7 separate regions of the Mus musculus genome follow, and all the other regions are linked to region 2. A link is a contact called in public ChIA-PET, HiChIP or PLAC-seq and promoter capture Hi-C data. All regions are on one chromosome and are shown on one strand. The core of a region is the stretch at or near the end of the contact, and the rest is flanking DNA. Distances in the headings are between cores, read along the strand shown.

Region 1 (3,684 bases), core at 1,100-3,599, 780 kb after region 2:
GACTCACAACAGTAGCAAAATAACAGTTATGAAGTAGCCACAAAAATCATTTTATGGTTGGGGAACACCACAACATGAGGAACCGTGTTAAGCGTTGCGGCATTAGGAAGGTTGAGAACCACTGTTCTGGATGGAATCCCTGGGCTGGAGAGAAATGGCTCAGGGGCTAAGAATACTTGGTGCTCTTCTGGAGGTCCAAACTGCCTGTAACTCCAGCTGCAGGAGACCTGGCAAGTTCCTCTGCAGGAACCTACACACAGAGGCATGTGCACATAAATAAAAACAGAAGTCTTTGTAAAAGAAATGGAGGGCTGGAGAGATGTCTCAGTGGCTAAGAGCACTAACTGCTTTTTTTCAGAGGTCCTGAGTTCAATTCCCAGCAACCACATGGTGGCTCACAACCATCTGTAATGGGATCTGATGCCCTCTTCTGAGGTGTCTGAAGACAGCTACAGTGTACTCACATATTATAAAGATCCTTGAAAGGAAGGAAGGAAGGAAGGAAGGAAGAAAGAAAGAAAGAAAGAAAGAAAGAAAGAAAGAAAGAAAGAAAGAAAGAAAGAAAGAAATGGAGCCAGGCATGGTGGCACATGACTGTAATAATCCCACCACTAGAGAGGCAGGAGGCAGAGGCAGGCTGATCTCTGTGAGTTCGAGAGCATCTTTGTAGGCCAGCCTGGTCTACAAAACAAGTTCCAGGACAGCCAGGGCTGTTACAGGGAAAAACCCTATCTTGAAAAACAAAAGACAGACAGACAGACAGACAGGAAGGGAGGGAGGGAAGGGGGAGAGAGAGAGAGAGAGAGAGAGAGAGAGAGAGAGAATATCACTCATTCAGCTGGAGTCTGGCTTTCCTCCAGCTCAGCCTTCTACATAGTGATCTTTTTTCAGAGTGCAGCCCTGCACTCCTGGCAGGGTCTGGCTTCTGCCCACTCCTCCTGCCAGTCTGGACAAACAGGATGGATGGCTCTCAAACCTGGTTTGCAAAACAGCCACCTGAGGGCTTGTCAATATCTCACATTCCTGGGGCTCTGCCTCCTCAGTGCTTTGAGACTCTGGTAGCTGAGGAGGGGCCCACGGGTCTGCTCTTTCCAGAGCAGCTTAAGAGACTGTGTTCCCCCCTTTTAAGAGCTGCAGTGTTTTCCCTCCACCCCTCCCGTACCTGCAAGACCTGCCCAGACTACCTGATGGCCTCCGTTCCTGTCCACCCCCACTCTCTTCTGCATTCCCTCCCAGCAGCTGCTTCTCCACACTGGGGGTCCACCATGGCAGGTTAACCCCTCTGGTTCCCACTCACTGCCAGGTCCTCCCTGGCTTTGTTTTCATGGCCTTCCCTGCCTCCTGTGAGTCACTCACCTGGCAAACTTGTCACCTGTCATTTCTTATTTGTGTGACTCTTAAAGGTCAGTCTCCCCGACTGGGTTGCAGCCAGCAAAGGGCGGGTCTGTTTTTGTTGTTTTGCTCTGTATACCCAGCGCCAAGCACAGGTCTGCTAGGTTGGAAATGAGGAAATTGTCTCCTGCAATTTGTTCAAATTGCTTCCTGGCCCAAGCAACCTGCCCCTTCCTCACCTTTTTGCTTTGCTCTATTCATACTAGTCTGTCTGATGTCTGTCTGTCTGTCGTCACTCTGTTTTTGAAACAGGGCTTCTCTGTACAGTCCTCACTGTCCATGTAGACCATGCTGGCCTCGAACTCACAGAGATCCACCTGCCCCTGCCCCTAGAGAGCTGGGATTAAAAGGCACACACTTCCACGGTGGCTTTCCACATTAGTTTTTCAAGCGGAAAAGCTAAGGGAGGCTGTGCTTCCTCAGGGCAGACCCCTTATCGCCCCAGTGGCTTGTTTGTTTTCTTAACTCTTAGCCATAGGAAGCTGGGAGGTGGCCCGCTGCCTTTGATCTGGGGACTCTCAACCCCTCTTCCTGATCCTCCAATGTTTGCTGTGAGCTGAACCAGAAAGCTGGAGTAACTGCTGTAATAGAAGCCATCTGCATCAGGCCACAACGGTCACCAGAACTGTGGCCCCTCCCACTAGGCCACCTTGCCACTCTTAAACTTGAAACTAGGAAGGTGAGACCCTGGACTTGCCTCGGAAGAGAGGGTGCACCTTGGGTATTTTAGCAGGGCCAGGACAACAGCCTGGGCGGCTGGACTGTGGTTGGAGGTCAAAGGGCAGAGCACCTCTTCTGGCTTCCCTTTTAAGCCCAGTGCCCTTTGCCCTAGGGGGTGAGATCCGAGCTGAAGACGGCCCCCTAGCTTGACCAATGAACTGACCATCATTGGAATGGGACGAGTAGGAGTGGGCGGGACCATTCGCGTTTAACAAACAGCCTCCAAACTCCCCTTCCCATGTAGTCAGGATTCTAGATTTTTCTCTGTCCAGCCTGTTCTCTCCGGGGCACCTGCTCTCTCTCTCTCTCTCCCTCTCTCCTAGCACCTGCTGCTCAGTAGGAAGGGCAAGAGCAATTCGAGGCGGTGCATTGTGAGGAGTCTCCACCCCTCCTCCTGCGCTTCCTTCTCCAGGGAGCCTCTCAGGCTCCGCCCTTACCTGCCCGAGATAATTTTAGTTTCCCTGGGCCTGGAATCTGGATACGCAGGGCTCGCTCTATATTCTCCCGCCTCAACATTCCAAAGGCGGGATAGCCTTTCTACCATCTGTAGAGAAGAGAGAAAGGATTCGAAATCAAATCTAAGTGTCTGGGATCTCTAGACAGAGCCAGACTTTGGGCCGGGTGTCCGGCTCCTTCTGTTGGAGGTGCTCCAGGTAAGCCGACCGAGATCGGTCTTAGATAATCTGCTCCTACCCCCAGCCTCACCGAGGGCCCCAGGTTGTGCCTGCATCGAGCGGATCTGGCCTGCTGCCCAGTTAGATGGCCGGGAGGCTGCCACGCTCTCCCCCCTGACCGCCCTCTCTCGGCGAGGTCAGGCCAGAGGCGGGGGGTGGGGGTGGGGGTGGGGGAGAAGGGGGGTGGGTGATAGTTAAGGCCTGGAATCTTCCTCCCTAAACCGGTGGCCTCAGGCAGGTGAGCTATGGTCTGGGTAAAGGCGGAAGCGGGAACTTCATCTTGGGGGATGGGATGGGATGGGATGGGATGCAAGTTAGGTCTGGGTCCCTAAGGAAAGAGTCACACTCCTGATGCTCTCTGCGCTGCATTGTTTGTTTTGTTTGTTGCTTGGCATCACCAATCCTTCCCCTTCCTCATCTTGCTCCCTGAGACCCGAGGTAAGGTCTCTCCATCACCTGAAATCTTGACTTTCCGGCTAAAACTAGTTCTTACCCAACACCAGTTAGTAGGGGGTGCTAGATCCGGAGGTTGCCCTTCAATACCTTATTGAGCTCAGTTTACTACAATCTGGGGTTCCCATTCGGAGGGGAGTAAGGGAGAGCGACTCCCGCAATGGTTGGAACTGCATCTCTCCACGTTGTGGTCCCATCTCCGATACGGAAGCTCAGCAGGCTGCGGATCCCTCCTGGCTGCAAATGAGTGTGGACAAAGAAAGCTAGAGGGGTGGGTGTAGTGTGAAGGTCTGCAGTTCGGGGCCTGGAAAACAGTGTATGGCCGGGTATGTGGGCCTGCCTGAGGCTGAAGTTGGGGGAAAGACCTAGTTAGGTCTGGGTTTTCATGGTAGGATGGAGACAGAGTGCATCTGAGGGACAGCTGATAGTATTTTCAACCTTTTCT
Region 2 (3,326 bases), core at 94-2,593:
AGCCCCCAGGGCTGCCTTCTCCCCTCTGCCACCCAACCTCCCGCTGAGGGGGTATTTGACCTTTGGTCCCTGTGGGGGCGCCGTCTTTCCCCTTGCAAAGAAAAAAGGGGAATCAGATCTCGTCTTTGGGCTTATACCAGTCTGGGGGAAGTCTTGGGTCGCTTTCCATCAAACCCTAGACCCAATTTCGGGGACTTTAATCCTTCGTGGTGCGTTTTTGTACGCTACTGTGATTCTATACCTGCCCAGAAGTCAAGGCGTGATTCTGTTGGCAAGCACTTCCGAGGCAGCTTTACTCACTTTAAAACGCAAGGCACGCCCTGAGGCTAGGGGTGGAGTTACGACTTAGAACAGAGATCTTGAATTAAGGTGGGGTACCTCATTGTACCCCTAAGGTGCCTAGAGACCTTGACATTGAAGACTTCAAAGGGAAGTTCCTGGAGGGCAGGAATACCTCTACTCTGGCGCGCAGCCGACTCTAGCATTCAACAAATTTTTGTGCGGGGCGTGGTGGTGCACGCCTTTACTCTAGCACTTTGGTGGCAGAGGCAGAATTGGGAGTTCAAGGTCATCCTTCACTAAGTGGTGAGTTCGAGGCTAACCGGAGCTACTGGTGATCCTGTCTCAAACTAACAAAAAAGATTTGTAAAGTAAGTAAAAGTTTACACGTGGCATTGTCTACCCTCCAGAGTGACCTCCAGGGACAGCACCCATGAGCTGCCATCCAGAGACACCATTCCCATTCCAAGAACAAGCACGGGTAAATGGTTTAACATCGCTCCAGTTCTTTTTAAGAGCCCTGGTTTTTTTCATCTTCCCTAGATTTCCCTAGGGTTGAAGAACACCCAGAGAAGGGGGATGGGAGACCGGAGACCCAAAGTGTGACACGGAGGGGAGGACTCGGGAACTACCCACCTAGAGTCATAAAGGGAAAAAGAAAAGACGGGGAAAGCTGCACTGAGCGCACGAGCGAAAAGCTCCCTACCAAGCCAGGCTTTGTTCCCTGAACCTAAGACTTTACCCGGCGGCGGGCGGGCCGGGAGCGAGCGAGCGAGCGGAGGCGCGCGGCCATGGCTGCCGCGGCCGGGCAGGGGGGCCGGGGGGGCGGCGCGTGAGCGGGCGGCGCGGGGCGGGCGGGCGCCCGCGATGTGCCACTCGGCGCCTCCCCCGCCGGGCCCTGCTTGCACCGCGGCCGGGCGGCTCTGGTAGCCGGCGAGCGGCGCGGAAGGGGAGCGCGGCGCGCGAGTCTCATTGTTGGGGGGGGGGGGCCCGTCGGGGCATGAGGGCGAGAGCACGGCGGGGGGGGCGGCCAGACAGAGCGAGCGAGGAGGAGGAGGAGGACGCCGAGGAGGAGGAAGGAGGAGGCAAAGAAAAGAAGCGGCGGCGGCGGCGGCGGAGGAGGGGGCGAGGAGGCGCGCGGCCCCCGCTCCCTCCCTCCCCCCCTGACCCCCGACCCCCGCCGGCCGGCCCCCAGCCCCAGCCCCGGAGGGAGCTCATGGGAGTATGAAGGAGATGGTAGGAGGCTGCTGCGTATGTTCGGACGAGAGGGGCTGGGCCGAAAACCCGCTGGTCTACTGCGATGGGCACGCGTGCAGCGTGGCCGTCCACCAAGGTAAGGGGAGGGGGGAGACGGCCGGCGGGGGGGGGGGAGCTGCGGGACCCCGGGGCGGCGCGCGCACGGGGTGCCCTCGGCCGCGCCCTCCGGAGCCCTCCTGGGGCGCCTGCCCCTCCCCCACCCACCTGAAGCGAAAGGCGGCGTGGGCTCCCCCCCATCCCCAGCCTGGTCCTCCAGGACCGGGTCAGGCATTGTTTTCTTGCCTATTGTTCAGTCCCGCGCCCCCCACCCCAAGTTGAAGGAGTTTTGGGGAGAGTCCAGGGCGCAAGGAGTGAACTCCCTGAGCCCCGCACCGCCGGTGTCAGGGCTGTCCCGGGAATGTTTACCTGCGAGGTAACCCCCCCTCCCGCCCGGTTTATTTTGGTTCCCGCTCCGGGAGGAAGAGGTCAAGGGGGGGTCATCCCCCTTCGCTTCCGGATACTGGGAGGAGCGGAATTGGGAAGGGAGGAGAAGGGTCCCACGGGAGAAGGGATCCTGAAACCCTCCGGGGAAGAGCTGAGGCTGGGAGAGCGGTTTTACAGGGGGCCGGAATGGAGGAGAGAGAGGTTTGGAGTTTCCCCCTGCCGCCGCACATGGTTCGGGAGTTAACTCCTTAAGGAATCTTGCCGAGGGCGCAGGCTGGCATCTCCGCCTGTCTGGCACAGGCAACCACCACCACCCCCCTTCCCAAGACAACCCTTAATGCTGTGGCTGCGGGCCTTTCCCGCCACTCTCCTCTGGGTACCTGCCCCGCACCTGCCCTCTGTTTTCACTTTTGACCTGTACGTGTGACAGAGGCAGAAGATGAGGTCCTTGAACCCCCGACTTCCTTGGCTTATCCCTTACTGGCCCTTTAAGAAGCACCCCCCCTCCCCTCATAACAACAAAACGTGTTACAATCATGACTATTTCTTGTTCTGGTGCCTAGGGGACTGGTCAGGGCAGAGGCGGCGGGGGGGGGGGGGGGGGAGGGGGAGGAATTCAGGTCCAGAAAAAAGGGAGAGGGGTGGGATGAGAATGGAGGATCTTTGGAAGTTTAAGGTCAAGGACTCTGTCAGACTTTTTGCCCCTGTTTGAAATGCTTGGTTGTGTGATTGAAGGCTGGCTCTATGCGGTTGGACATTTCTTGTAGTCCTGTTCCATTGAGTGATCCCGGGTCTGGGGAGCAGCCCCACCTACTGGGCTGGCTTTAGTAGGCTGGGTCTCTTCCCTGCCTGCCCCCAGTTACTCTGTGGGGGGGGGAACCATTGGCTGATGGCTTTGCTCAGTGAGTCTCCTTCCCCCACCCTTAGCTTGCTATGGCATCGTCCAGGTGCCAACAGGACCCTGGTTCTGCAGGAAATGTGAATCTCAGGAGCGTGCAGCCAGGGTGGTGAGTCCAGCCCCTCTCCCTTTCCTCTCCCCTACACCTGAGCATCTCCTGCAGGTTAATAGGGTACCCTGAGGCTGGGGCAGGACTAAGCTCTGTCACTCAGGATTTCCTGTTTGCTGCTGCCTATCACCAGCCCCATCTCTCCCTCAGCTCTGCACTCAGCTCTGCCCCGCCTCACCTCCGGCTTGGGGGCTTTGATTTTTTTGGGGGGGGTGTCTATGTGCTGCTTTGTAACTTTTTACTATGAAAGGTTTTCAAGGCTATGGAAGTTGAGGGGCCGCTGTAGTGACCAGCAGGTTCTCCTTATTCAGCCTTCAGCAGTTAGGAGCCTCTTTGCTCTACAGCCTCAGCCCCCACCCA
Region 3 (3,311 bases), core at 163-2,662, 720 kb before region 2:
GGCCCAGTAAGTCCCTGAGTCTCCTAAGGAGGAAGGGATGAACCAGGGCTGGAGTGTGCTGAAGTTCCTGTGGGTCACCTCATTCTTTTTCATGAAGTAGTTCTAAGGTTTCACAAGAGCCTACATCTCAGTCAAGCACTCCTGCAGATGTTCACGGATAAGCACACTTGGCCACTGTAGCTCTGGATCCCAATCCCAGAACTGATCTCTTGGTCCCTGACCTGAGTGGGGAGAAGATCATGATGAGGGAGGTTAAAACGAAGAGCTTCCAGGTTAGCCTTGAACTCACTGTGTAGCCGGACCCTGAACTCTGGATCCACTGTGCCTAGTTCATTTGGTGCCAAAGGTGGAACCCAGAACCCTCATACACACCAGGCAAGACTCCACAACACTCAGCTACAAGCCCAGCTTCCGCTCCTTTATAAATTTATATCACGTTTATGACTGTTTTAAGCATTTTACAAATGCCTAAATATAGACTGGTAAAGACATCTACCACGAAACCTGACAACCTGAGTTCATTCCTGGTGACCTACGACATGGTGGGAAAAAAAAAAAAACAAAAACAAAAACCAAAAAACTCCTGAAAGTTGTCGCCTGTCATACATGTATAAACACATGTACACTCTAAATGTATAAAAATGTAAAAAATGAGAAAACCCCCAAACCCACAGCATCCTTGTGAAGTAGGTATCACCACTTTACAGGTGGATAAACTGAGGCCCAAAGAGCATAAATTGTCCACAGCGAGACAGTCAGAAAAGGGCTGGGTTCCAACACAGGTGGGTTCTGATGTCAAGGGGTCTATGAGTACACGTTAATCCACGGTTCCCCTGAGGCCCTCCCCAGTAGCTGTCTCTGAAACCCTCTTCTCCCATCAGGGTGACCCCTAAATCCCGTTGCCTTGTAAGTGGCCCCTGAAAGCACAAGGCGCTCCTCCAACCCTTTGCTAATTTAGGGACACCCCCTTTCCGTGTCCCGGCGGCAGCGGCAGCACCTCTCGATCCCCGCGGTAACTCTTGCGCATTGGTCCCAGGTCCATGACTGCACCCCGACAGCACAGGTGACGGAGGTAGCCCGTCCACTTCGCAGGTCTCCTGAACGTCACAGTGACGCTCAGCAGCCCGCACGTCATGTAAGCAGTCGGCCACGTGACCCAGCGTCGCCTGGCCCTGGGTTCGGAACCAATTGCTCAGCCTGTGTGTCTAGCCTGGGAAGGAAGAATTTACTAGAGCCCCAGACAAGCTAGTAAGTCCTAAGTTCTCGGAACCAAGGTGCCTAGGATCAACCAATAGCTGTCCAGGACCAGAGCAGGGATCCATACCTGGAGAGCTTATTGGTTTGAGTTACCTGGAGCGAGACCAATTAGAGCGGGAATGAAGGAACCCAGCAGCCAATGGGCAGCGCCTCCAGGGGCGGGAGCAGAGAGACAAGGAAATGCTGTCACCGCCGTTTAAGAAGCACGTGGAGGTTTGTTAAAGGTATAGGGACAGCAGCCAAGGCGAGGGCGGGGCGAAGTCTCGGGGCTGGAGAGGAGAGGTCCGCAGTAAGTGGCCGGCCAGTGGCGGGCTACTGAAGAAGAACGTAGGGCAGGGATCCCCTCCTGGCGCAGCGGAGGTTGGAAGACTGGGCAAGAAAACATGGTTTGGGGGCCGGACTCGGAAGCAAAGGTGTTAGGGACACAGGGAGAGACTGAGGGAGAAGATTGTGGCTTGAGAGTAAGGAGAGACTGAAACTGCCTTGTAAACCGCAGGGCAGGTGCTGAGGGTCGTGGTGGTGGGCTGATACTCTGGGGACTGGGGAAGCACTCTGGGGTCAGGAAGGAGACTCTGAGGCGAGAAGGGAGTCAGCTGAATAGAAAGAAGACAGAAATTGGAATCAGGCTACCCCAGAGCAGAATGGTCTTCCCTTCTAACTTGTAACCCTTTCCTAAGGGTTGGGCTGGGCTCAGGGCATCCTATACCCAATGCAGTGGAGTTACTACTAGCCACTGCTCTAACAGATGGAAGGGCTGTCCCTTTCCTAAACCTCTTTCAACTTGGTTATTTCCTCCTTTTCATATTTCTTCTTGTTGTTGTTGCTGTTTTTATTTCTTTGTTGTTCCTTTCTAGGTAGTGGGAGGCATAGTTTTTGGCAATAGCCAGCCAAGGATACAGGGAACAGGTGCGGCGCCTGCACGCTGACTTCACGTGGTGGATGTCTGGCTGAGAGAGAAGTAGGAAATCCTCACAACGCTTCTTCCAGCTTTGATCTGCCTGGGGCAGCCCGTGGTGGAAGATGACTCTGTAGCCCTGGTGTCTACCAGTATCCGGAGTGGGAGCCCCAAGAGCCATGTAGACAGGCACCCAGCACTGTGCCAGGTAAGAGACCTTCTTGGCCTGCCTTGGTGTCTGCAGTGGGAACTCATTATCCTCTGTCTACAGCTTGAGCCAGCGCAATCTGCTGCACAGAAGCAAGAGGAAGGAAGCTTGCTGAGAAAAGTGGTGCATGCCTGCCGGTTGTCTCAGCACTTAGACTAAGGCCAGCCTTGGCTACATAGTAAACGTGAGGCTAGCCTAGAATTTTTGGTGCATTGTCGTTTTCTCCCATGAGCAGGATGGGGAGAGTCGTCTGGCTCTTGCAGTGGACTGTAGTAGTTAGTCATCAGCATCCCTTATAAGGTCCACTCTCTTTTTCTATTCCCGGGGCTGCTCTTTCTTTGGAGCAAGAGCTTCCTAGGTACTGAGACTTCCAAGACAGGATCATGAGCTGGGTGTGGCGCCACACAGCTGGGACTCCAGCCCTTGGGAGGCAGAGGGAAAGGATCATGGGATTAATACCAGCTGCACAGCCTTAAAAAGGAAAAACAAACAAACAAACAAAAAAACGAAAAACCAACCAACCAACCAAAACAAAACAAAACAAAAAAACCTCCAAAACCAAAAAACAAAACCACACAACAACCATGAGATGTGTATTTATATAGCCTATCCATTCAATAAACATTTACCAGAGACTGCCTTTAGGCTAGGCATTGAGCCAGGTCTTACAGTACCAAAGTGAAGGCCATAGCATGATTCCTGGCCACACTGGCAGGTCTGTGAGCCAGAGAGAGTCGCAGGTGGTTAGCATGGTCCTGTTAGGCAAAGGAAAACTGAACCGAAGGGGGCCAATCAGTGCAGAAAGGCTTCCTTGTGGGAGCCGACTGGAGATGGTCGGTCTTAAACATTTTTTTATCTTATATAAATGAGTACACTGTCGCTGTCTTCAGACACAGCAGAAGAGGGTATTGGATCCCTGTTACAAACGGTTGTGAGCCACCATGTGGTTGC
Region 4 (3,277 bases), core at 165-2,664, 690 kb after region 2:
GAGCGCCCACCTCCTCTGGATGAGCCCCAGAGAGATGGAAACTCTGAGGACCAAGTGGAAGGCAGAGCAACACTAAGTGGTGAGCTTTGGAGTGTGGGCTGGGGAGGTGGGTGGGAACCTCATGGGCCAAGCCTGGCCTTGAGTCCTCTTTATTTGTCTTTCAGAGCCTGGAGAGGAACCTCAGCATCCCAGCCCCCCCTGAGCCTGGCACATAAGCTCAGAGCCCTGTATCTCCCAGGAGGAAGTGTTCCCCAGAAACCCACTCTGTCCCCACCCTCCTTTGTACCCTGTCTTTCACCTGCTAGGGCTGCGGCTTCTGACTTTTAGAAGACTAAGGCTGGTCTCTGTTTGCTTTGGCTGAAGCCCAGAGTCCCCAATGCCTTTCCCTGCCAGTCATTCTTCTATTTACCCGGTGGGAGTAGGGAGGTGAGAGAGCCCACACTGGAAACCCCAGAAGGCCATAAACAACCATTTATTCTCCACAAGTCCCCTCCCTCTCCAGATTCTCTCCCCTGGGCACAGGAGACCCACAGGGCAGGTCCTAAGATCTGGGGAAAGGAGGTACTGAGAGCCTACAGGTGCCCTGAGATCTCCTCCTTCCCCTACCAGTGGTGGGCGTTGAGTCCCCAACCCTCTCATAGACTTCAACCAGGGCTCAGGTCTCACGCATTCTTTGCAGAGCCTCAACATGTCCCTCCCTTAGTATCCCATTCCTGCTGGGTGCCTGCAAGATGGACTGGCAGAGGCTGCTTGCTGCGTTTTGTTTGTGCTTTGGTGCCAGGAATGCACTTACTATCTGTCCTTAGGGGGCCACACAGTGGGGGGAGCCTGGTTCTCCTTGTCCTCCAGCAACTTGGTTCCCTTCCCCTTCTTCCCTTACTCTAGGCCTGAACCCCTCCTACGCTGTAATAAATCTTTGTAAATAATTGTCCTGAGACTCCTCTTTCAGGGGAGGGAGGAGAGACCGGGAAGTAATGGTATGTTCTGACAGGAAAAATGGTGGTTATCTTAGGGTCAGGATCTTGCCTCTCGTGTCCAGCCCTTCCCAGGAAGGAGCCTTTCCTGCAGGCTATACGCATGGCAGACATACTAGCTCCTGAGGGAGATGGCTAAAAGCCAGGGGAGAACAAAGGTCCTTTAAATATGTGTGATGGATGTGGTGCTGCGCGTCAGTAATCTCAGAACTTGGAAGGCTGAGTTCGTGGCCAACCTGAGAACGTCTCAAAAACGAAAAATGGATTTCTCCAAGGGACTTGTGCTCACAAATCGGCCCTCACACAGTTCCCCTTCACTCCACAGTGTCAGGCCTGTATGATCTAATAACCAAGACACCCTGGGGTTTTATCCCTTGCTCCTGCACGGTCTTACACAGTTTAACTTCGGTTGTGGCTCCGCTTCCGGACCTCGTCTCCGAGAGAGGGGCGGACCGGGGCGGAGCTTCAGGGTCACACGAATCCCGATTGGCTTTGGGGGCGGGCTCGGGGGGGCGGGTTGGCTTTGGGGGCGGGCTCGGGGGGGACGGGCTCAGCGGCGGAAGTAGCGCCGCCGGGAGCTCTCCTTCCGCTCTGAGGAGTTGCCAGGCCGTGGAGCGGGACTGCGGCTGAGGCAGGAAGAGTGGGGGCCGTGGTGACATGAAGCAGGTGGGTTGTGCGGCGGTCGCAGGCACCGGGCGGTGGTACAAGAGCTGTCTCTACCCGACGGATCCCGCTTTCCTGCCCGGTGTCCGTCTTTGGTTCGGTCCGACCCAGCCCACACCCCTCGCGCTCCGGGTTCCGCCCCCTTCCTCTCCACTCGCTGCTGCGCGCGCAGGGCTGGGGAGGGGGTGTCTTGGTCTTTACCCGAGAGGGTCCGGAGGACGTCTGCGGCCGCTTTCCTAAGCCTTCTTTATAGTAAGAGGAGAGGCAAGGAGTCGGTATCTAAGTATTATGGGGGACAGAATTGGGTGTGGGAAGGGGCCAGACTCAGGGAAAAACATACTAATCGGCTGCCTCTCTGCCACCCGCTGTTTCCCACAACTTCCGTTGGAAACATCCACGCATAGCTTCCCAACGATATCAGAAAGAAGGCTCTTTAAACTCTTCTCAGAAGTGCTTGCTACTGTTGGCTTTCATTCCTGACATACTTCCACCCTTTGACTCCCCAATATTTCCTGATTTTTCCTCTTACCTCTCTGACAAGAGGGCAGAAGAATCTCTTTACGTTCACGCTGGCCCAACCCGCCTCACTGTGCATTGATCCTGGATGGCCTCATCCACTGTTGTCGCATCAAGTTCACGTTCACTGAATATTCAGATGGACGATAGCAGCACATCCCCTTCCTGGGCTCCAAATTAGCTGCCTGTCAATTATGCCTATGGGATACCTTCACTTTGGGATGATCTCACAGGTTTCAAACGTGAGCTGATCTTTTCTCTGTAAATTTATCCTTCCACTCTTGTCTTATCCAGGAGAAAAACTCCGGAATTGCCTTAACATCTTTTAACCCTGTTTGCTCAGAGGTGCCAGTATAGCTAACTCCCTGAACCTTCTCTGTCACTACCCTTGTTGACGTGTCTCTGGACATTTCCAGCAGCTTGTGGTCCTAATTGCTTGCAGGCAAGTCTTCAGAATCTAGCTCTTGCAGACTTTTATATCACGAGTCTGGTTATGTCACTTGCTTGCTTCCCATTGCCTGTGGGGAAACGACTGTGTGCTTGTTTACTGTAAGATGTGCCTGGCTCACATAGGGTTCTTCGTGTATATAGCAGCACCTCTTTCCTCTCTGATCTGCTGGGCCTCCTCCTGATGTATCCTTCAGGAGTCCTGCTCAGAGAGCACCATCTCCACACTGCCCACCTCCATCTCAAAGGCTGGCCGCCCTGCCCATCTGTGTCCTCTGAACACTCTTAGTGTCATAGCTGACATATAGACCCATGCACCAGCCTGCTTGAGTTTTGATATTGTTTTGAGACCTTGATGAAGTCAGTATCTTCCTTTCCTCTTTTGGAAGATGGAGATAGTAATGTGCCTACCTTGTATAGATGTGAGAATGAATGAAGTACTGTGTAGTGTATGCATCAAGGGACCAGGCCTATGAGTGCCTAATGAACACACGTTAGTTAGCATGTCCTGTGTAAGAGCACTCTGGCTTGCTGGTTATGAGTTAATTTCATCGGCTGCGTGAGAATGCTTGGTGTGGCTCGCTTCTCATTCTGTCCCTGGGTCCTAAGGTGAAATCCTGGACTCACCGGGAACAGGATCTGGACCTACTGAGTGGAATGCTATTCAGGAGTGGAAA
Region 5 (3,331 bases), core at 174-2,673, 930 kb after region 2:
ACGTTATAAATAGCAATGTAAATATCTGTTCTCCAGTGGTCTTAGGTGACCCGTGTGAAAGGGTCGATTGACCCGCCCCCACCCCAGGCTGGTGTGACCCCATAGGCTGAGAACAACTGATCTACATCCATACCCATGACTTCGGGTCACCCCTGTCGCTGCAAAACACAGCAGGTGAGTGGAGCAGGAAAACCTGTGTTGGTGTTGCAACCATAAAGTCAAGTCAGACAGTTCTGGAAAATGTAATGAAAACAATAGCTTTTGGACTTCACTGCCACAAGCTCGCTCACGTCCATTCTGCACGGAGCCCCTCCATTCTGCCACTGTTCACTCACAAGGGCTCAGACATAGACACAAAACACTCTCCGGAGTTCAAATCCTTCCTTCCGGCCACCCCCAGGACATCAGGAGAAGGGATGTAGAAGAATGGTGGGACCCCTGCAAACAATCGTTAGGATGAAGGGTCCTTGAATAAGTCATCGCAGTCTCAGGCTTGAAGAAGGATTCAAATTGCCATCCTGGGAGCCCAAGAACATCTGGGTTGGCCTCTAGTTCAGTACTGAAAAGTTGGCAGGAAAACAATTCACCACATCAGACTTAAAGAGCTTTCAACTCCTAGAGCGACCATCTACAACAGCAAACTGAGACTAAACCACAGCGCCTCCTGGTGGTCAGAAGGGTTGGCCCTGTGAAGATTCAGGGGCATCCTCTGAAGATGAGGAAAAGACCGGGTCGGTACCAGGGACCTACAGAGAACAAAAAAAAAAAAAAAAAAAAAAAAAAAAAAAAAAAAAATAGCGGGAGGGGGCTTGTGCTGCAAGTTGCTGAGAGGGAATCGTAGGATTCTGCACCCAGGGCAACCAAACCACCATCCTTTTGGCCAGCCAGGCTCTGGGCAAGAAAAGGAGGTTCTGGGAGGCCATTCTCGCAGCTGATAGGAGATAGCAACTGCTAAGTTATGAGAGGAAAGCCTGGGGCAGGAAATGGAATCCAGACCTGTCTCCCGAACATCAGGGTCTGGGATCTGCTCTCTCTTGGCATTGCCTGGCCAGGCCATGGCTCAGGTATCTGACACCTGGGGCCTAGAGTCATATGCCAGGAAACTCTACACTCTTGGGCCCCAGGTCACAGCTTTCAGCTGCTGAAGCAAACAGGACTTCTGAAGGAAGAAACGGGTCTCCAGAGCCCACTGGCAGGGGGACTACTTCCGGAAAAAAGGCAGGAGCACAGGAGAGGACTCTGCCACCAACCAGGGTGAGAGGCAGGAAGGAGAAGGGAGAGAGGTGGGAAGGTGAGCTAATCCAGGAGCTGAAGCAGGATGGGGTAGATGCTTTCAGAAAAGGGGGAGTTGATGTGCACAGAAGGCGGCGCCAGAGGCACCCGCTACCTACTTGTATATTCTGAACAACCTGGGATCTATCGCTAATATGTCACTCTTGTGACACGAGTGCCAGCCAGGCCGCCTCCCTGGTGTTTACCTGGCCTCCCTTGGCAGTCATACAGGTACTTAGAGGACAAAAATGTTTATTTCAACGAAGGAAATGAAGATTCAAGCAGAAGAAATAGCTTGGACAGGCCCCTTGGGCCCATTTCAGCAGGGCAAAGGGACAGAAGGACCTCACAGATTAATCTAGAATCAATAGAACCCAAACGTTCCAAGTCTAAGGGATTCCTTCCCCCGGGGTCCTGTTGAAGAGAGAGAGACAGAGACAGAGACAGAGACAGAGACAGAGACAGAGACAGAGACAGACAGAGGGACGGTCGGACAGACCAATGGACCTTGGGCTAAGAGAGCCCTGAAAGGACAGGCTTGGGTCCAGAGAGGGTCCACTGAGGGACTCTAGCAGGAGCGAGTTTCAGTGGGACGTAGAATTCTAACTTTGCTCTTCTGTCGTAGGTTCGTCTATTCCCCAGCTTCTCCTCCACTCCAGGATTATGTTTATCTGCGACCATGCCCCTACTAGCTCCTCGCCTCCTGCCCCTCCTGCTGGTGATTGGCACCGGGGGCTCTGTGCCCCGCCCCCTGGCACTGCCCCAGGGCTGCTACGTAGCAGAAGAAGCCGGGGAACAGACATTCCGCTGCAGCCGGGCTGGTCTGAGTGCCGTGCCCAACGGTATCCCCAACGACACCCGAAAGCTTTACCTGGACGCCAACCAGTTGGCATCAGTGCCAGCTGGTGCCTTCCAGCACCTGCCTGCCCTGGAAGAACTAGACCTGTCTCATAACGCTCTTGTTCATCTCTCAGGGGCTGCTTTCCAGGGCCTGGAGGGCACTCTGCGCCACCTCGACCTCTCTGCCAACCAGCTAGCATCTGTGCCTGTGGCAGCCTTCGTGGGGCTGCAGATCCAAGTGAACCTGTCTGCCAACCCATGGCGCTGCGACTGTGCCCTACAGGAAGTGCTCAGGCACGTCAGGTTGGCTCCAGGCTCCGGGACAGGCATTGTGTGTGGTCCAGAAGCCCGACCAGATCTCGTGGGACACGAGTTCCTTCTGCTCACCAGGGAGGAAGAGCTGTGTGGGACAGGACGAGGTGGGACCCGAAGGAGCACGGATGTGGCCCTGTTAGTCACCATGGGGGGCTGGCTGACACTGGTAGTGGCTTATCTGATCCGCTATGTGTGGCAGAACCGAGATGAGACGCGGCGCCCGGTCAAGCGGGCTCCTCCCGCGCAGCCTGTGCGCTCAGAGGACTCCTCTACACTCAGCACAGTGCTCTGAGCTCTTGGCCCTATGCCCCAGCCTTTCACCTACTGCTCTACCACCTCCTCTGCCCCATCTGCCCTCTATCCCAGCTGTTCTCAAGCCGGGGATGGGGTAGGGGCGTGGAATGACCCTTTCACAGGGGTCACATATCAGATCTCCTGCCTATCAGAGACTTACATTACGATTCATAACAGTATCAAAAGTACAGTTATGAAGAAGCAGCTTGCTCTCTCTCTCTCTCTCTCTCTCTCTCTCTCTCTCTCTCTCTTGGTTGTTCTTTGGAGCACTTTGGTGCCTGGATTTGGGGGCCTGGATTTCTTGGGATTATTCTAGACTCAAAAAATTCCAGAGTTCCTGAATCCATGGGATGGAGGTGGGGGTGGCAGAATGAACAGCCATTTGGGTGTGCAGCAACTCAGAGGGAGAAGCTATAGGAGCCTGTGCCTGGCTACAGGGGACCACAGAAGCCACACCATACAGATGTGGGTAATGACCAAAGGATGGATGGCTTTGAGGGAGGTAAGGAGGATGGTTCACAGTAAAGTGCCTGTCCTACAGGCATGAGGACCTGAGCTCAGATTTCTAGTGCACACTTAAAGTCTGGGCATAGGGTGGGTGTCTGGAATT
Region 6 (3,685 bases), core at 231-2,730, 550 kb before region 2:
CTGGTCTTGAACTTGGCACGTTCAGGCCCTCGGCATTTATTTGTGCCTTTATAAGTTTTGCTGCTTCCCACCTCTCTACACAACACACACACACACACACACACACACACACACACACACACTCCTCTCTCTCTCTCTCTCTCTCTCCCTCTCTAGACATATGATCTCAAAGTAAGACCGGAAAAGAAACTTGGCGACCGCTTCTCCATGTCACCAAATCCCAGTCTGCTCCCCCCCTCCCCCATACACCAAAGCTACCCTAAGCACAGCAGTAGCAAAGGAACAGGCACACTGAGATCTCAAAAAATATTCTGCCCCCAACACTTCAATTTCCCGAATACCTAAGGACCGAAAGGCGGTCAGTCAGGTCTATAACACACACTCCTCGCTGCCCACTGAGATCCCAGACTGAGGCAAGGAGCAAATTAACCCCCTCCAGTCCCCCACCCCCCACCCCCCACCGGCCAACTCTCGGTGAAGCGAGAGTCATCCTTTCCTCTGCACCAAAGTAACTTCTAATTGCGCCCACAGCATCATCCTTTTTGAGCCCTCTGATACCCTCAGCACCCGCGGCTCTCCGGAGCTTGCGGTGCCCTCCCCGCAACCCTGCTCCCCCGTCTCCTAAAACTGAAGCTCAGTCTACGAACACAAAGACTCAGCAACCTGCAGCTTCAAATTTTGATTTCAAAAAAAAAAAAAAAAAAAAAGAGGAAAGTCGTTGTTCCGGCGGGCCACCGAGGCCAGACTCCCGCCGGCTCCGCCCTGCGAGCTCGCTGCGCTCGGCGCGCACCTCACTCACCGTCCTTGCTTAGTGATGATCATCTCTGTCTGGTGCTGGTTGAACTTGGACCACAACAGGTGGTTGCTGAGCGCGACTCTCAGCTTCCCAGACACCTCCAACCCCGCGGGCAATGCGTAGTCCTCGCGCGGCCCTGGGTAGAGCCCCGCGCGCGGGTCAGGGGCAGGGTAGCCATCCACGGGCGGGTAGCCCTCCGCACCCGCGGGCGGCGGGAAGAACTCGCCAGGCCCGGGAAAGCCAGCCACCTGAGCCCGGGGCGGGTAGGCGAAGGATCCAAGGAAGCGACCCGGCGCGGCAGGCACCAGGGCGCCCCCAGAGTAGGGCGTCCCCAGGCTGCTACCTGCGCGGCGATCGGTCGGGTCCTGTGCGCCCGGCTCGGGATAGAAGAAACGATGCTGTTGGTCCGCTCCGGGCCCCCGGCCCTCGTCACTCGGCATCGGCTCGGTGCCGGTCAGCATGTCTCCGCAGCCCGGCTCCACGATGCCCATCCGAGGCGGGCTGGGCGCCTTCCAGCAGCCGTCGAAGAGACCCGAGGGTCCTTAGGGCTGGGGCGACGGGGGCGGCGTCCGAAGACCAATGAAACTTCACTGGAGCGGGAGCTGGGACGCTTGGCTCCTGAGCGCGCGTTGGATAGGCGCGCAGCTGCTCCTGGGCTTTCTCTGCAGCCCGCGCTGTCACTAGCGGCGCGGCGGCCTTTGCTGTGGCTTTATGAAGCTCCTTGGGTCCCCTCACCCCGCCACCTTGGCCCCGCCCCGCCCCGCCCCCTCGTGGCTAATACAGCGCGAATTCGCTTTTGGTGAGGACTGAAGCCCCGACCCCCACTCCTAAGTGTAAGTCTCTTGTCGCCCCAATCTGGGAAAGAGTCAACCTGCCACCTGAAACTCTGAAACTTCGAGGAGAGAAACGGTTTCTCTCCCCCAGGAAGTTCCGCCAGTCCTGGAAGGCACAGCAAAGGCCCTTTCCCCAGATGGGACCATCTGAGCATTCTCACGCCTCTGGCAGGCTCAGAGCTACTTAGACTATCCATAGTCAACAGATATTTGTTGCTGCCTCCTGTATGCCCAGGCTTTGTGACTTTACACAAAGTGTTTGCTCGCTGTCTCTTGTCCGCCGCCCCCACCCCCCATCGCTAGCCTCCCACCCCACCCCCCAGGCCCGAGGATGATGCTTGTCCCTCTAGCCCAGGAGGAAACTTGGAAGCTGTCTCCCAAGAAGATTGCACCCAAAGCAGCCCACGGTGGGCTGGGCTGGCTGAAATGCTCCCACAAAAGCTCGTTCACGTGGCAGCGTAACAGCTAGCGAAAGACACGGGAAGTAGCGCTTGGCTGTCAGTGTTCAGAGTCCCAGGGCTGACTCTGACTGTGACTCGGGTGTGTAGGACCTGGGTAAGTCACTTCCTTTGCCTGAAAGTCCCTCAGGCCTGATGGGGTAGGCTGGGGAAATAAATATTCGTATTGGGGGTAGGGGCTGTGTACCTTATACCAACCGGTGTCTGTGTGCCTCTGTTTCCATTCTATTATAGAAAAAAACAAAGGTATGTAGTCCAAGCTGGCTGACAGGGAGCCCAGCACCTGCTCTGATGGAGACAGACAGTCCTTCCTCCGCTGTTCTATTCCAATAACTACGGTAAGTCCTGCATTTTGAGAAGAATCTCACCTCCTAACTGAAAATGAATCCATTGGGAGTTTTCTTTTGAAATAAAAAGCATCCCCGGGGTCTGGGATATAGTTCAACTGATGGAGTGCCTGCTTAGCATACACCCACGCTTCTGGTTCCACCCCCAGCTTTGTATAGATGGGGCATGGTGGCACATGCCTGTCATCCCAGCACTTGAGAGGGTTGGTAGAGGATCAGAAGTTTAAGGTCATCTTCAGCTACAATTTGGGCCAGCCTGGGTTACAGGGGATCTTATCTCAAAAGTAAGTAAATAAGAAGTAAAGTATCGTTTAAGAGTTACTTGGGCTGGAGAGATGGCTCAGCGGTTAAGAGCATTGACTGCTCTTCCGAAGGTCCTGAGTTCAAATCCCAGCAACCACATGGTAGCTCACAACCATCGGTAATGAGATCTGGCACCCTCTTCTGGAGTGTCTGAAGACAGCTACAGTGTACTTACATATAATAAATAAATTAATTTTAAAAAAAGACTGGTGATTTTATATCATCCTGGGCATATCACATCCATAAAGTAGGAATTGGGGCTCTGCACCAGGCGCTTTTTCTTGTGTTTCCTCTTCTCCTCTTCTGGAGAGTGATGAAGGAGACCCTTGCGAGTGAGGCATAATCTCAGAGGGAGGGCGTCACCGCCAGGAAGCAAGTTACTTGTTATTGTGTGTGGACATCTGTGCCATGGTGCATGTTTAGAGTTCAGAGTCCAGCTGTGTGGGGTCAGTCCTTTCTTTCCATCCTTATGTGGGTTCTGAGTCTGGAACTCAGGTCATCAGGCTTGGACAACAAGTGCCTTTAACTGCTGAGCCATCTTGCTGGCCTCAGGACTAAAATCATCCTCTGTACAGAAAATCTAGGCAGTGAAGAAAAACAGAAGTCAGACAAACCACCACCCTCCCATACTAGCTCCCGTATTAACATTTTAAGAAAACCCTTCTGGATACCTCCCTTGTATAGACCCTCCTGTGTCTCTGTCTTTTGTACACACACACAGATGTCTAATTTTACATCAACTTCGCAGTCCGCTTTACCACGTGGGTTCTTGGTTTTTTTCTTCACTCAGCACGGTGTAATGGATTTTTTTTTTGCATGTCAAATATATAAAGATTTACATCTTAAAGAATGCTTCAAAAAATACTTCCATGCAGTTTTATTTCGTTAAAAAGAGATTTCTTTCCCTCATCTCTGCCCCACCCCACTTCTCCCCTGGGGTGTGACTTC
Region 7 (3,271 bases), core at 263-2,762, 670 kb after region 2:
TTCAGGGATCTCTTCTCCTCCACGAAGAGACACTGGCTTGGCGGCCCGGGCGGGTCCTGGAGCCCCCGACCCGGGAGCAGGAGGAGGCTGCGGCGGCGCGTCGCCCTTGTCGCTCCTCGGCTCGTCGTCGTCGCCGTCGCCCCAGCTGGCGAACTTGGGCACGTCCGAGAGGAGGCCGGGCTCGCTGAACAGGCGGGTCAGCATGGTGCCTGAGGGCGCCCCGGGGGCGGGGAGACAGACAGCACAGAGTGAGGGGCGCGCCGGGGTCACCACGACCCCCCAACCCGCCTCCACCCCCCAAGTCTCCGTGAGCGCCCCAGCTCAGGGGCCCCCGATGCCCACTACGTCCTGCTGCCCCGCCCAGAGCCGGCCCAGCCCTGCCCGGCTGCCAGTGGGGGACCGCGGCCCAGGCCCTTGCCCGAGATCCGGGCTCCTGCTCCGCCCCTGGCCCGGAAGGAAGCTGCTCTCGGCCGGTGTCGGGGTCCCAGAGAGCTTGACCAGGTGGGGGGTTAAGGGACCAGGTCCATCTTCCCGGGGAGGCGGTGCTCTCGCCCGAAAGCCAGCTCTCTCCCGGTGACGGAGAGAAGCTGGGCGGCCGCCGTGGGGACGCTGCCCCGGTTCCTCCTCTCCACGGTCCGGCCCCTCGGCCTGGCTCCCCAAGCCCTCCGGTGCCTCTCACCCCCAAGCTCCCTAATCCAATTTGCAAGTTGGCCGCGCGCCGCCCCCGGCCGGGCCCCCACCCCCGCAGCCCCAATTCTAGACACCGGAGCACCGTCTCCTCTCTAGCTGCTGCTTACGGGTCTCCCGGAGCGGGCTCCGGGTGCGGGGACTGAAGAAGCCGGGCGTGGGGAGGAGACCCAAAAGCGAACCCTGTTCGTCTCCCTTGCGGTCAGGGACCCTCTTCCCCTCTTCAAACTCCCTCCCTCCCACACGTCTCTACAGATCTCGTTGTATTTTGAGATCCTTGGGGAAAAATCCAAATTTATTTGTTTGCTTATCTTTTTTGGTGGTGGGAAAAGGTCACAGGTTCCTTCGGGACAGTCATGGGGGGGGTCCCATCTTCGCTTCTTCGAGTGCCTCATGACCCTTCCCCCTCAGCCCATCCTAGGCATACCATCTCCTTCCGCAGCCCCTTAAGCTGCGGCCCCAATGGGAGAGAGAACACGGGGCGCCCCCGCTGCCCATCCCGTAAGGGGGTAGGGTCCCAGGAATAGGAGAACTGGGGGGGACTTCCATGTCCGAAGCAGCGCCCCCCCACCACTAATAGCAGGTCAGATCTAGCTCCCTCTCGGACAACTTACCTCAGAGAGGAGTCAAGGGGAGAGGGGAGGGGAGGGGGGAGGGGGCAAGAGAGAGAGGGGGGAGAAGAGGAATCTTCTCGCTTATTTCATTGTTCCCCCATCTTCAGGGAGCGGGGGCAGCGGTTCCTCAAGGCGGCGGGCGCCGGCGTCTTCAGAGCGCCATGCGAGCCGCGGAGCGAGTGTGGCATCTCTACCAGGCGGGGTACCAGCCTCTATGCCAGGCCATATGGGCTTGGCACGTCACGGGCAGCAGCTATCACATGAGAGACGGTGATTGGCATGCGTCTGCATTGGGGGAGAGCCGGCTCCCCCGGGACCCGCCGCCATCTGTCACTCTCTACTCCAAAAAAAAAAAAAAAAATTAAATAAATAAAGGAAATAAATAAATATCTCTGCCGCCCTCCCCTCCCCGCCCAACGCAGGAAAAGCAGAGATTGAGAGGGAGGTGGGAGGATTTGCCCCCCTCAGATATAGAACCCCCCACATGGGAACAATGGGGTGGCAAGTCTGGGAATTGGCGGTTTGTGGTTGCCAGGCCAATTCAGGGCTCTCTCCAGGGTCTTGATCTGTCCATTTCCCTGTCTCCAGGTCCCTAAGGTGGGTCAGGACCAGACCCTGGGGTGTGGAGAAGGGACCTCGGTGCTTACTGCCGCTCCCCAAGAGAATCCCCTCCACCACAAAGGGACAGCTGAGGCTCCTTCCAGGGTGGGTGTGGGGGGCATCCCTGGCCCAAGCCCCATAGGTAGATGCTGGCACCATGCCATTCCTCATCCCTGTCTGCCCCTCCCCCACCCACCCTCACGCACACACAACATATGTGGCTGAACAAAATTCAAACCAAGGGAAAGACAGAGAAAGGGAAAGATTTGCCTCCCTGGGTGTCTGTGCCTCTGCATGGGCGTGTTGTGCGTGCGCACGCGAGTGCTCATGTGTGTGTGTGTGTGTGTGTGTGTGTGTGTGTCTGTGGGGACATGTGTGTCTATCTGTGTAGTCATCACACAGGAGATCTTTCCTTGGGTGTCAAGGGCAAATGTATGGTGGGGTGGGGTGGGGAGGGATTTGGAGATGAGCTATGTGTCCCTATCTGGGTTAAGGTGGGCACAGATCTGGATTCCTAACCCAGAAGCCCTCTTCCTCCTCTTCCTCCTCCTTCTTGAGTCACTGAGGCCTTACCACCCCTGATCCTTGCCAGGTAGGCCATCCACCAATGCCTCTCTTTTGGCCTTCTGATTTGGTTAGCTGAAGGAAAGGGTATGACTGGTTGCAGGCCGCTTAGAGTTTTTAGACAGGACCCAGCACTCTTCCTCTCTGCAGAAAATACAAAAGCCACAGAGGCTGACCCCATCAGTCACAGGAGAGGCCAGAGAGGAGAAGACCAGACAGGTGTCTTGCTGAGGGAGGTAGGAAATGGATGCTTTATTTTACAGTTCCCCTTGCAAGGTTCCTATCCTGCCAGACACAGATGCAAATGGTACAGGTTAAAGGGAGGAGCTTCCGACACACCCACCTTCCCACCAGTTCCTCACTCTGTGGTGGAGAAAATGGAAACACACCCCTGTTCAGAGTTAACCTGTGTGAGAGACAAGTACTTGCAGTCAGGGGTAGAGACCCTTGACCACACTGGACTCAGGCAGGTGCTGTCTTCAGGCCCAAATTTCTTGTCTCTCCCTTGACCTACCTGTGCACACCCAACAACCTTGGCTCACATATTCAGATGCCAGCCAGCCACATAGCAAGCACAGAACCACACAGACAAAAGGAAGACCGCACCACATCCCTTAGTCCAAGTGGATGCCCTCTGGTCTTACCTGGAGAACCCTTCTCAAGGGAGTCTTGGGCTGATAAGACAAGAATTCGACGTTCAGAATGAACAAGGTGCTCCACAGAGACACATGCTGGCTTGAAAGGCCTTGAGAAAGTCGGTATGAAGCTTGGACACTTGGAGGTCAGGGGCTGAAAGAAGGTCCAAA

What was found. Promoter capture Hi-C pulls out the DNA fragments that hold promoters and counts their contacts. ChIA-PET counts read pairs in DNA pulled down with a chosen protein or histone mark. HiChIP or PLAC-seq counts read pairs in DNA pulled down with a chosen protein or histone mark.
Region 1: a FOXA1 HiChIP or PLAC-seq map of pancreatic cancer cells shows a contact between it and region 2. The contact joins the promoter of Grb7 here to the promoter of Mllt6 in region 2. A contact is called at or near these places in 2 of 39 promoter capture datasets (cranial neural crest and neutrophils) and 2 of 115 datasets of contacts at active chromatin or transcription factors (memory CD8 T cells and pancreatic cancer cells).
Region 3: a contact with region 2 is called in a promoter capture Hi-C map of the 3T3-L1 cell line, with 3 times the contacts expected there. The contact joins the promoter of D030028A08Rik here to the promoter of Mllt6 in region 2.
Region 4: a FOXA1 HiChIP or PLAC-seq map of pancreatic cancer cells shows a contact between it and region 2. The contact joins the promoter of 1700003D09Rik here to the promoter of Mllt6 in region 2.
Region 5: a contact with region 2 is called in a promoter capture Hi-C map of pre-B cells, with 2.2 times the contacts expected there. The contact joins the promoter of Lrrc3c here to the promoter of Mllt6 in region 2. A contact is called at or near these places in 2 of 39 promoter capture datasets (liver and pre-B cells) and 1 of 115 datasets of contacts at active chromatin or transcription factors (pancreatic cancer cells).
Region 6: an RNA polymerase II ChIA-PET map of memory CD8 T cells shows a contact between it and region 2, with 8 read pairs. The contact joins the promoter of Tbx21 here to the promoter of Mllt6 in region 2. A contact is called at or near these places in 2 of 115 datasets of contacts at active chromatin or transcription factors (bone marrow-derived macrophages and memory CD8 T cells).
Region 7: a contact with region 2 is called in a promoter capture Hi-C map of hematopoietic stem and progenitor cells, with 2.3 times the contacts expected there. The contact joins the promoter of Neurod2 here to the promoter of Mllt6 in region 2. A contact is called at or near these places in 2 of 39 promoter capture datasets (hematopoietic stem and progenitor cells and pre-B cells), 1 of 115 datasets of contacts at active chromatin or transcription factors (pancreatic cancer cells) and 1 of 9 other capture datasets (adipose tissue).

The regions. Positions count from the first base shown.
Region 1 is chr11:98,444,485-98,448,168 of GRCm38.p6, forward strand. It overlaps Grb7 (growth factor receptor bound protein 7), which reads left to right and starts at 2,350. Exons shown (of 15, transcript NM_010346.2): 1 at 2,350-2,765. It also overlaps a transcript of Mien1 not described here.
Region 2 is chr11:97,662,069-97,665,394 of GRCm38.p6, forward strand. Mllt6 (myeloid/lymphoid or mixed-lineage leukemia; translocated to, 6) reads left to right here and starts at 1,344. Exons shown (of 20, transcript NM_139311.2): 1 at 1,344-1,612; 2 at 2,887-2,966. The coding sequence starts at 1,504.
Region 3 is chr11:96,942,734-96,946,044 of GRCm38.p6, forward strand. It overlaps D030028A08Rik (RIKEN cDNA D030028A08 gene), which reads left to right and starts at 1,413. Exons shown (of 6, transcript NR_003293.3): 1 at 1,413-1,481; 2 at 2,112-2,360. It overlaps Pnpo (pyridoxine 5'-phosphate oxidase), which reads right to left and starts at 1,286. Exons shown (of 7, transcript NM_134021.2): 1 at 998-1,286. The coding sequence starts at 1,135.
Region 4 is chr11:98,356,869-98,360,145 of GRCm38.p6, forward strand. It overlaps 1700003D09Rik (RIKEN cDNA 1700003D09 gene), which reads right to left and starts at 1,415. Exons shown (of 3, transcript NR_045477.1): 1 at 1,369-1,415. Ppp1r1b (protein phosphatase 1, regulatory inhibitor subunit 1B) reads left to right here. Exons shown (of 7, transcript NM_144828.2): 6 at 1-79; 7 at 165-928. The coding sequence ends at 202. It overlaps Stard3 (START domain containing 3), which reads left to right and starts at 1,500. Exons shown (of 15, transcript NM_021547.3): 1 at 1,500-1,640.
Region 5 is chr11:98,596,868-98,600,198 of GRCm38.p6, forward strand. Lrrc3c (leucine rich repeat containing 3C) reads left to right here and starts at 1,424. Exons shown (of 2, transcript NM_001195544.1): 1 at 1,424-1,503; 2 at 1,898-2,719. The coding sequence starts at 1,952. The coding sequence ends at 2,719.
Region 6 is chr11:97,113,851-97,117,535 of GRCm38.p6, forward strand. Tbx21 (T-box 21) reads right to left here and starts at 1,481. Exons shown (of 6, transcript NM_019507.2): 1 at 800-1,481. The coding sequence starts at 1,287.
Region 7 is chr11:98,328,133-98,331,403 of GRCm38.p6, forward strand. Neurod2 (neurogenic differentiation 2) reads right to left here and starts at 1,513. Exons shown (of 2, transcript NM_010895.3): 1 at 1,302-1,513; 2 at 1-209. The coding sequence starts at 204.